2 separate regions of the Sus scrofa genome follow, and region 2 is linked to region 1. A link is a contact called in public Hi-C data. All regions are on one chromosome and are shown on one strand. The core of a region is the stretch at or near the end of the contact, and the rest is flanking DNA. Distances in the headings are between cores, read along the strand shown. Region 1 holds the start of SPATA6 (spermatogenesis associated 6). Region 2 overlaps SPATA6 (spermatogenesis associated 6).

What was found. A called contact is a pair of places that touch in the nucleus more often than the background predicts.
Region 2: a contact with region 1 is called in a Hi-C map of embryonic fibroblasts, with 1.7 times the contacts expected there. The contact joins the enhancer-like site here to the promoter of SPATA6 in region 1. A contact is called at or near these places in 2 of 47 Hi-C or Micro-C datasets (embryonic fibroblasts and fibroblasts).

What each region holds. Positions count from the first base shown.
Region 1 is chr6:163,277,195-163,281,178 of Sscrofa11.1, forward strand. SPATA6 (spermatogenesis associated 6) reads left to right here and starts at 1,971. Exons shown (of 13, transcript NM_001177917.1): 1 at 1,971-2,021. The coding sequence starts at 1,971.
Region 2 is chr6:163,344,289-163,348,118 of Sscrofa11.1, forward strand. All of the region lies in intron 9 of SPATA6 (spermatogenesis associated 6), which reads left to right. Among named protein-coding and RNA genes, the nearest start is that of SPATA6, 67 kb to the left of the region's middle. Within about 2 kb of position 1,928, at least 4 of the 83 cell types and tissues checked have an H3K27ac peak or open chromatin away from gene starts, as enhancers often do. A contact at or near this core is called in embryonic fibroblasts, where this site is marked.

The DNA.
Region 1 (3,984 bases), core at 721-3,220:
TAGACATGTACTAGAATGTACATAATATTGTTAATAACAGCTAAAAATGGAAACAGCACAAATGACCAAAAATAGTAGAAAGCATAAATAAATCAATGCATGTTCATATATTATGTTGGGCATAGTCCACTGTCCAAAAATGGAAAAACCATCTTGTTACACAGCAGCAACACTGGGAGAATCCTGCAACATAAGAAAGAGAGAAGCAAATCACAGAAGAGTATGTATAGTATTAATTACATTTATATAACATCAATAAGGAGGAAAAGTTAAACAGTATCTTAACAATATTCTCATTCATGAATAACAAAAGGATTTAGAAAAGCAAGGGATTCTATTATAACAGAAATCAGGGTAGTGGTTACTTTCAGGGCAAGGAAGGTAACACAACGTTTGGGACATTTTTAAGGTGTTGGTTGTGCTCTATTTCTTTTTTTTTTTTTTTTTTTTTTTCTTTTTTTTTTTTTTTGTCTTTTTAGCTATTTCTTGGGCCGCTCCCACGGCATATGGAGGTTCCCAGGCTAGGGGTCGAATCGGAGCTGTAGCCACCGGCCTACGCCAGAGCCACAGCAACGCGGGATCCGAGCCGCGTCTGCAACCTACACCACAGCTCACGGCAACGCCGGATCGTTAACCCACTGAGCAAGGGCAGGGACCGAACCCGCAACCTCATGGTTCCTAGTCGGATTCGTTAACCACTGCGCCACGATGGGAACTCCCTGTGCTCTATTTCTTAACCTGGGTATTAGTTGCACAGGCATTTGCTTTGTTATAGCTGAAGATCAACATGTTTTATAAATGTCTGTATGTATAACATATTTTGCAATAAAAATGATGATGATGATGATGATATTGCTTTTTTAGGGCTGCACCTACTGCATATGGAAGTTCCCAAGCTTGGGTTCAAATCAGAGCTGCAGCTGCCAGCCCACACCACAGCCACAGCAAAGCCAGATCTGAGCCTCCTCTGGACCTACACCAGAGCTCAAGGCACCACCAGATTCCTGACCCAGTGAGCCAGGCCAGGGGTGGAACCTGCGTCCTCATGGATACTAGTCGGGTTCTTAACCTGCTGAGCCACAATTCGAACTCCAAAAATGATTTTTAAAACGATGAAAAGCTCTTCGATTCTTTTAATCTTTGATGGTCTATGGCCCAGACCCTTCGCTGACAGTTCAATTTAAATAATGTGTACTGAAGTGCATACACAGGTGAATTAAACAGGAAACCTTCGGGGGGGGGGGGGGTCGCACTAACAGAGAATCATAGAACAAGACACTAGGAAGAGGAAGGTGATTTGACCGAAGCCTCTCTTCTCAGGGAGGCAACCGGAGTTTTACTTGAGAGTTCCCGAGGTCCAGTCTTTCTTCTGCCTTTAAATTGGGCAAGTCTGTTTTCCAGGCCTCAGTTTTCTCAGGCTGGCTTTGAAAACTGTATCAGATTCAAATATGAGAACGAATAAATCATTATGATTCTTTACAGCTAGAGAAACTGAAGGAGGCCACTAGCAGAAGGAGGCCACTAGCAAAGTTGCCACCGCCACCTTGGAACTCCGCGCTCCTGACTCCAACTCACCACCTGCCCACTGATCTATTCATTGTAGGGATATTCTCTTCTTGTGGCTTTGGGCCCATAGTCTGACGTCACAAACTGCCCGCCCCGCCCCTTCGGAAGCCCCGCCTCCCCCAGCGTTCGCCGAGCCCCACCCCCTGCTGCGGCTGCTCAGGCGCGTCCCCTCCCAGCTTCTCTTCCGGCCCCTCCCCTCCCGGCTGCCATGACAACGAGTCCGCGCCTCGCGCACAGCTGCTGCTCCGGCGGGACCCAGGCTGGACCGCGGGCCCCGGCCTGGGGGCCACAGCTGCCACCGCCGCCGCCACCTCGTCTCCTCCCCGTCCCCGCCCCGCCCCGCGTCTCCTCACCTCCCTCGGGCCCGCGGCCGGGGTCCCTCCCCGCCGCCCCACCTCGCGCGGATGCCGAAGGTGAAGGCGCTGCAATGCGCCCTGGCGCTGGAGATCCGCTCTGTGAGTACTGGTCGCGCCCCCTACGCCTCCGCCTGGGTGTCTTGAGCCCCCGGAATTTACTTTGGACGCTGCCTCCATTCACTTCCGAGAACCCCGGATCACCTCGAAACCTTCTCCCTCCGAATCATCCCTCCCTAGGGACCCTGGACCCCGTATCCCCTCGGTCTTACCCAACCTCAAAATCACTCCAGCTATATCGAGGTCAGATCCCCTACCCCAGCCCCTAGCTTCCTCCCAACTTCCAGTTCGGGTTCCTTCAAGTTCTTTTCATACCACTTTAGAAAGTTCTCTCTCTGCTCTAAACTTTCCAGTGAATTGGGGTGGGTCGGGTTTTTTTTTTAAATCTCTCTTCTCTGCTCCTGTTGTAGTGAGAGAGGATTACTGGCCAGGCTCCTGCCCAGTTTTCGGGAGTGTGTGTGTGTGTGTGTGTGTGTGTGTGTGTGTGTGTGTAGATTTCTTTCCAAATCACTGCTGGAGGATTTTTTCAGACAAATTTCCAAGCTTCTGATCAGTGAAGGGGATTCTTCTCTAAGTCGTCAAAGTAGAATCCCCACACTCCACAACTGAAATGTGCCATCACTGCACACGGCACGTTGCCATCTCCCCCACCAGAGCAAACCTTTCAGAAGCCGGGTCAGGTCCCTCCAGTCCCCAAACTCTCCCCACGTTCAGAGGGATCCCTCCTCCTCCCCTTCACTCCAAGAAAGGCACCAACTTTTAGAGGCAAACTAATCATTCTCTAAACTTGCTGGAGGGGACCTGCGGGCAGTCCTGGTCACTCTGCGCACATGCTAAGAGCATCCTGCTCCCCTGCCCTGCTCTGGAAATCCAGCTAAAGCAGGGAACCCCCATGTCTTTCCTCAAGAGAAGCGCCTTGGCCCTCCTCTCCGTGCTATGAGCAAACGCATCCCTCTGAATAACCTCAGCAGACTCTTCCAAGGGATTTTGAAGTCCTTCCCCCTCATTCTCTCCAGAACCCTCTCATTCTCTCCAAATGAAAGCTCCAGCCTCTCTCTTGTAGAGGATACCCCCCTCCCACCCTCCACTGCAAGGCATTTGGTAACAAGATTTCTCTCTCGGTCCTTTTTCCCTCTTTCTACTTCTCTTAGTTATTTATTTCTCAACCCTTTCATCTCCCAATAAAACTGTGTGTGTGTGTGTGTGTGTGTGTGTGTACTTAAATTGCCAAGGCCGCTCCTCTGAGTGCTATGTCAGATAGCCCTCCCCAGTTCCTTCCTCCACTCCTGCCCCCTCCTTCAAGCATCCGCTGCTTTCCTGTGGTCTCCCCGACGTTATAGTGACACCCCTGCAGCACAGGACCCCTTTAGGTCTTTGCCTAGGGCTAGGTCTTGCAGGAACGCTGGGTGGGGCAGAGAATGAGGCCGGAGTGGAGAAGAAAGTTTCTCGCCCTCTTGCTTTAGCATTGAGGCTGCAGAGATTTTACTCGCTACTGTGTCCGAAACTGTCATTCTGGCTTCCGATCTTTTTTCTTTTCTTTTTCATCTCACAGCTGCCAACGTTTGGCAGCCTTTTTGTAAAGTAGGATTCATTAAACACAAGAATACACAAAGCCTCCTAATTCAGCTGGCTCCGTGCGGTTAGTAAGACTCCGGAGTTCCCGAGCCTGTGTTACTGGCTGCTGCTTCCTCCTCTGCTGACCAATGGCATTTAGCAGCCTGGTGAGAGCCGCTGCCTGACAGGCTGGCTTCTCTTCTTGGCAGATCCAGCCTTGCTGAGAGGAAGTACTTTGTGGAAACTGATGACTGCCTGAAAGACGGGGAGAAAGAAAAGTTCTTTCACTACCCTTTCTCTCAGTCTTAGTGCATGACTGTATGATGGCGCTTCAGAAATTATGCAGGTGGAGACCTTCCTGTTTTTTTTTTCAACAAACATTTGAGTCACAGAACTTCACAATTCTAAGAAATCGAAGCTATCATTGGTTTTAATTTCTTTTTACAGATGA
Region 2 (3,830 bases), core at 678-3,177, 67 kb after region 1:
AAGTTCCTATAAATATAAGTGTTATGGCCATCAATATGATTTAAGTTATCAACTTACTGTATAAGCAACTTTTCAGGAAGCTTATTTCTTTCATAAGCATGCAAAATCCTTGCATGTCACATATTTGAAAAGTATGTCATTTACGTAAGTATATTACATTTATGTAATTATAATGAATTTAGTCTATGATGTTTTTTTTCCTACCTGTAATAATTACAAATTGCTTTAGAAATATTAGATTTTATCTTAAAACATTTCAACATTTGCAATTTTGGAATTGTTACATTTCTGAGATCTATAAAAGGCATTAAAGAATTATTTCCCTAAATGTGTAAAAAAAAAAAGAAGAAACCTCTTTATGCTGAAATAGGAAGGTTGCTATAGAGGAAATAAATACTGTTGTCTCTCTAACTCATGCTTTCTGCTTTGTGTTCGTACTAATTTTGGCTCATTTATTTTCTGTAGCAAAACCCGTAAGATGATTTCCCTAGTGTATAGACAAGGAAACAACAAAAGCTTAGCGTGAATGATTTGCTTAGGGTCACATAACAAGCAGAGATTTGCACCGGTTCTCTGAACACTCTAAGCCAGGGTTCTTGAGGGGTCCCTTCGAGAAATGCAACTCTTCTATTATGTGTCAAAGAGAGCATTCCATTTGGTTTTTGGACGTGAATAAACAACCTAGAAAACTCACAAAAGCTATGAAAACATTTCTTAAGCTAAGGCTTCATTAAGGTTGAAAAGTTGAAGTGGATTCTTCTCAAAGACTTAATTCCATTATTTATTATGCCTTCCATTCCACCATGTAGATATAAAACTTTCCAAAACAAATATTTATTCTAATTCCGTGGAAGGAATACATCCCCGCTCTGTTCCCTCTGCGCAGTTACTTATTGGGTATCTGTTTCGTTCCGATTTCCTTTCTCAGTATTTTCTCATTCCTTGTTTTTTCATGCCTCTCCTTTTGAAGTATCCTGTCTTTGAGGTCTCCTCTTGTATTTGCCTGTGATTATTGTCTCCTGCCTTCTTCGGGTCGTCACGCACAGAAGATGCTTAATACGTGCTGCCTGGTGCTGAGTTACAGTGGCAAGGTTCTCTGCAGCCTGCCCTCTCCACCCCCGTGACAGTCTCTCTGATTACTTTTCTGTCACGCTGTCCAAGTGATTGTCGTCATTGTGTATCTTTCCTTCTTCTGCCTTTCCCTCCGTTCGAAGTGCCCTTCTCCCCTTTGTCTCTACTTATGGCTTGATTCCAATCCCACCTCCTCCAAGAGGCCGCCACCCTTTAGGCCCTTAGAGGTCTTTCAGTTTCCTTCTGCAGATACTGTCATCAGGGGGTGTTTGCCACTGAGCATGTCTCACTGTCGGTTTTCTGTTAATACCTGTCTCATCTGGATTTTGAGTTCAAATCCCTGTACCTCTCTAGATCCGTGTGTTCGCTAACGTGTTACTTAAAACATTCTCAGTGATTATTCTGATGGAGAAAAAGTCAGTTGTAGTCACCTGGAAGAGGCTTTATTGAAAGCATTGCTGATGAGTTTGGGGAGAGATTTTCGTAAACAAAAAAATGAAATGGTTCCCCAGCCAACATGACTCAATTGACATTGAAATTAATGAGGTGAAAATAATCTCTCTGCTTAAGCCAAGTGGCTCATATTTGGACAGTGTTCTAGGACCAGCGTTATAGCACTTCTTCTCCTTTCCTGCGGTCTCTTAATGTATACGCGCGTATTCGTTGATTTTGGACCTCTTCGACCTTATTTTTGACATTCACTGTTTTTACTTCGTCTCCGCGAACAGCGAACAATAGAGCCTTTGTCATTTTTTCCCCTTTATTCCATCCGGATCACCTATTTCTTGGTCAGTTCTTTGGAACTGTAACTGAGTCATTTGAATTACATGCCATTTGGATCTGGGGTGAAAGCTTGATTCAGCTGACTGCTGACTCACCATATGTTGCTGTAATTCTGGAAAGCAGTGAAAATTGTGGTACTGCTGAAGGAAAAAGCAATGTTGGAATGGCGTTTTAATAATAAATGACTTATATTTGTTGTATAACTAATTCATGCACCTAGACATTCTGCGAGATACTTTAAATAAATGATGGAAGACCTCTAAGGTAGCTATTATTAACCCTGTTTTACATAGGAGGAAAACGAGTCTGCGAAAGATTAAAGGTCCAGTTGACTTTCTTAAAGGTCAAATATGTAGCCGATAGTAACCTCTGGGATGTAGGGGACTTTGGTGTGTTCCCTGTCGTAGTCCCAATACTTCACGTGGTGACTGGAAGTTAAATATTTCATTTTTTAAACGCAATTCCTCTCTCCTTCTCTCTTGAACTTAACTCCAGATTGTCACTCCCCCAGAGCTGCTCTTATTGCTATTATTGGTGACCTTCCCTGTTGTCAAAATCCAGAGGTTCATTCCTAGCCTTTTCGACATTGACCGATCTGTCATATTTGACCCAGTTAGTTACTCCCTTTCCTTGAAATGCATTATTTAATTGACTTTCCAAAACAACACATTCTCCTTTTTCTTCCCCTTCTTCCCTGGCTATTCCTCAGTCAGTTTCCTTCTTACCTTCCCAGCCTCTAAACCATGGAGTATCCCCAGGGCTCAGTTTTCATTTGTTTCCTATCTACACTCACTTCCTTGGCGGTATCACCTCACGTCGTATCGTTAAGTGCCTCTTAGACTCTGGTAATTACCAATTTGTATCTTTATCCTGGACTCTTCCTCTCAACTCTATGCTAATGGTTTGGATGATTAATAGACAGGTGAAGTTCAGACTCCTAGTGCCTTACTCTCCTACCCGTCCAGTTGGAAAGGTGTAACTAGTTCATGCGCACACAGCTCTTGCAGTCAATTTGGCAAAAACAACGTGGCTGTTACCATTGACAGGCCATCTATCAGCATATCCTGTTGGCCTCATCTTCCAGCTGAACTGAATCTGATCGCTTTCACCTCCACAGCTGTCACTCAGGATCTAGCCAGTATTCTTTTCCATACTTTGTTGTAATTGTTTCTTAATTCATTTCCTTGCCTCTGCCCTTGGCCTCACTATAGACTGTACCACAGTAGCCACGGAGATCTTATTTAAAAAAAAAAAAAAAAAAAAAGAATCTTATTTTTTCTCTCTTCAGAATAGAAGCCCAAATCCTTAAAATTTACCTTTTTTACTTCATCTTCTACTCTCCAGTCAAGCCCTGTTGGTTTTCTTGCTATTCTAACGATCAGGCGCGCCCCCTACCCTACCCACAGGATCTTTGTGCTTATTTTTCTCTCTTTCCGGGATGTTTGTCCCGCAGGTGTCCCCTGCCTCAGATCCCGTGGTCTTTACTCAGGCCTTTACTCCTTAGATCTTTCCTAGGACTGTCTTGTCCCTGAGGTCCCACTGTCGATTCTATTTAAAAGTGCAGCACCTTCCCACATACCACCCCCCCCACCCAGCAGCACCTCTACCTCCTTTATCTGCTTCCTGTGGTATTTACCATCCTGTGACAAACTGTATGTTTTACCTATTTATCTGGGGAGTGAGGTGTTTTTAAATCTCTCTCTCCTTACTGGAATGTAAATTTTACTAGAATATAAATTCCACAAGGGTAGGAATTTATTAATTTATCCGGATTTATTATGAAGCAATGAACAAACGTTAGGGCTAGAATTCTCTTCTCTTTGACCTCATAGCTAACCTAGGCCCTCATTAGTTCCAGTGTATTTGTCCTTTGTTTTATATGTATGTACATCCTACATTTCCCTCCATCCCTACTCAGAACCCCTTAGAACTGATAAAGTTTCATAAATGTTAGACATGTAGAAAGAATAATCAGA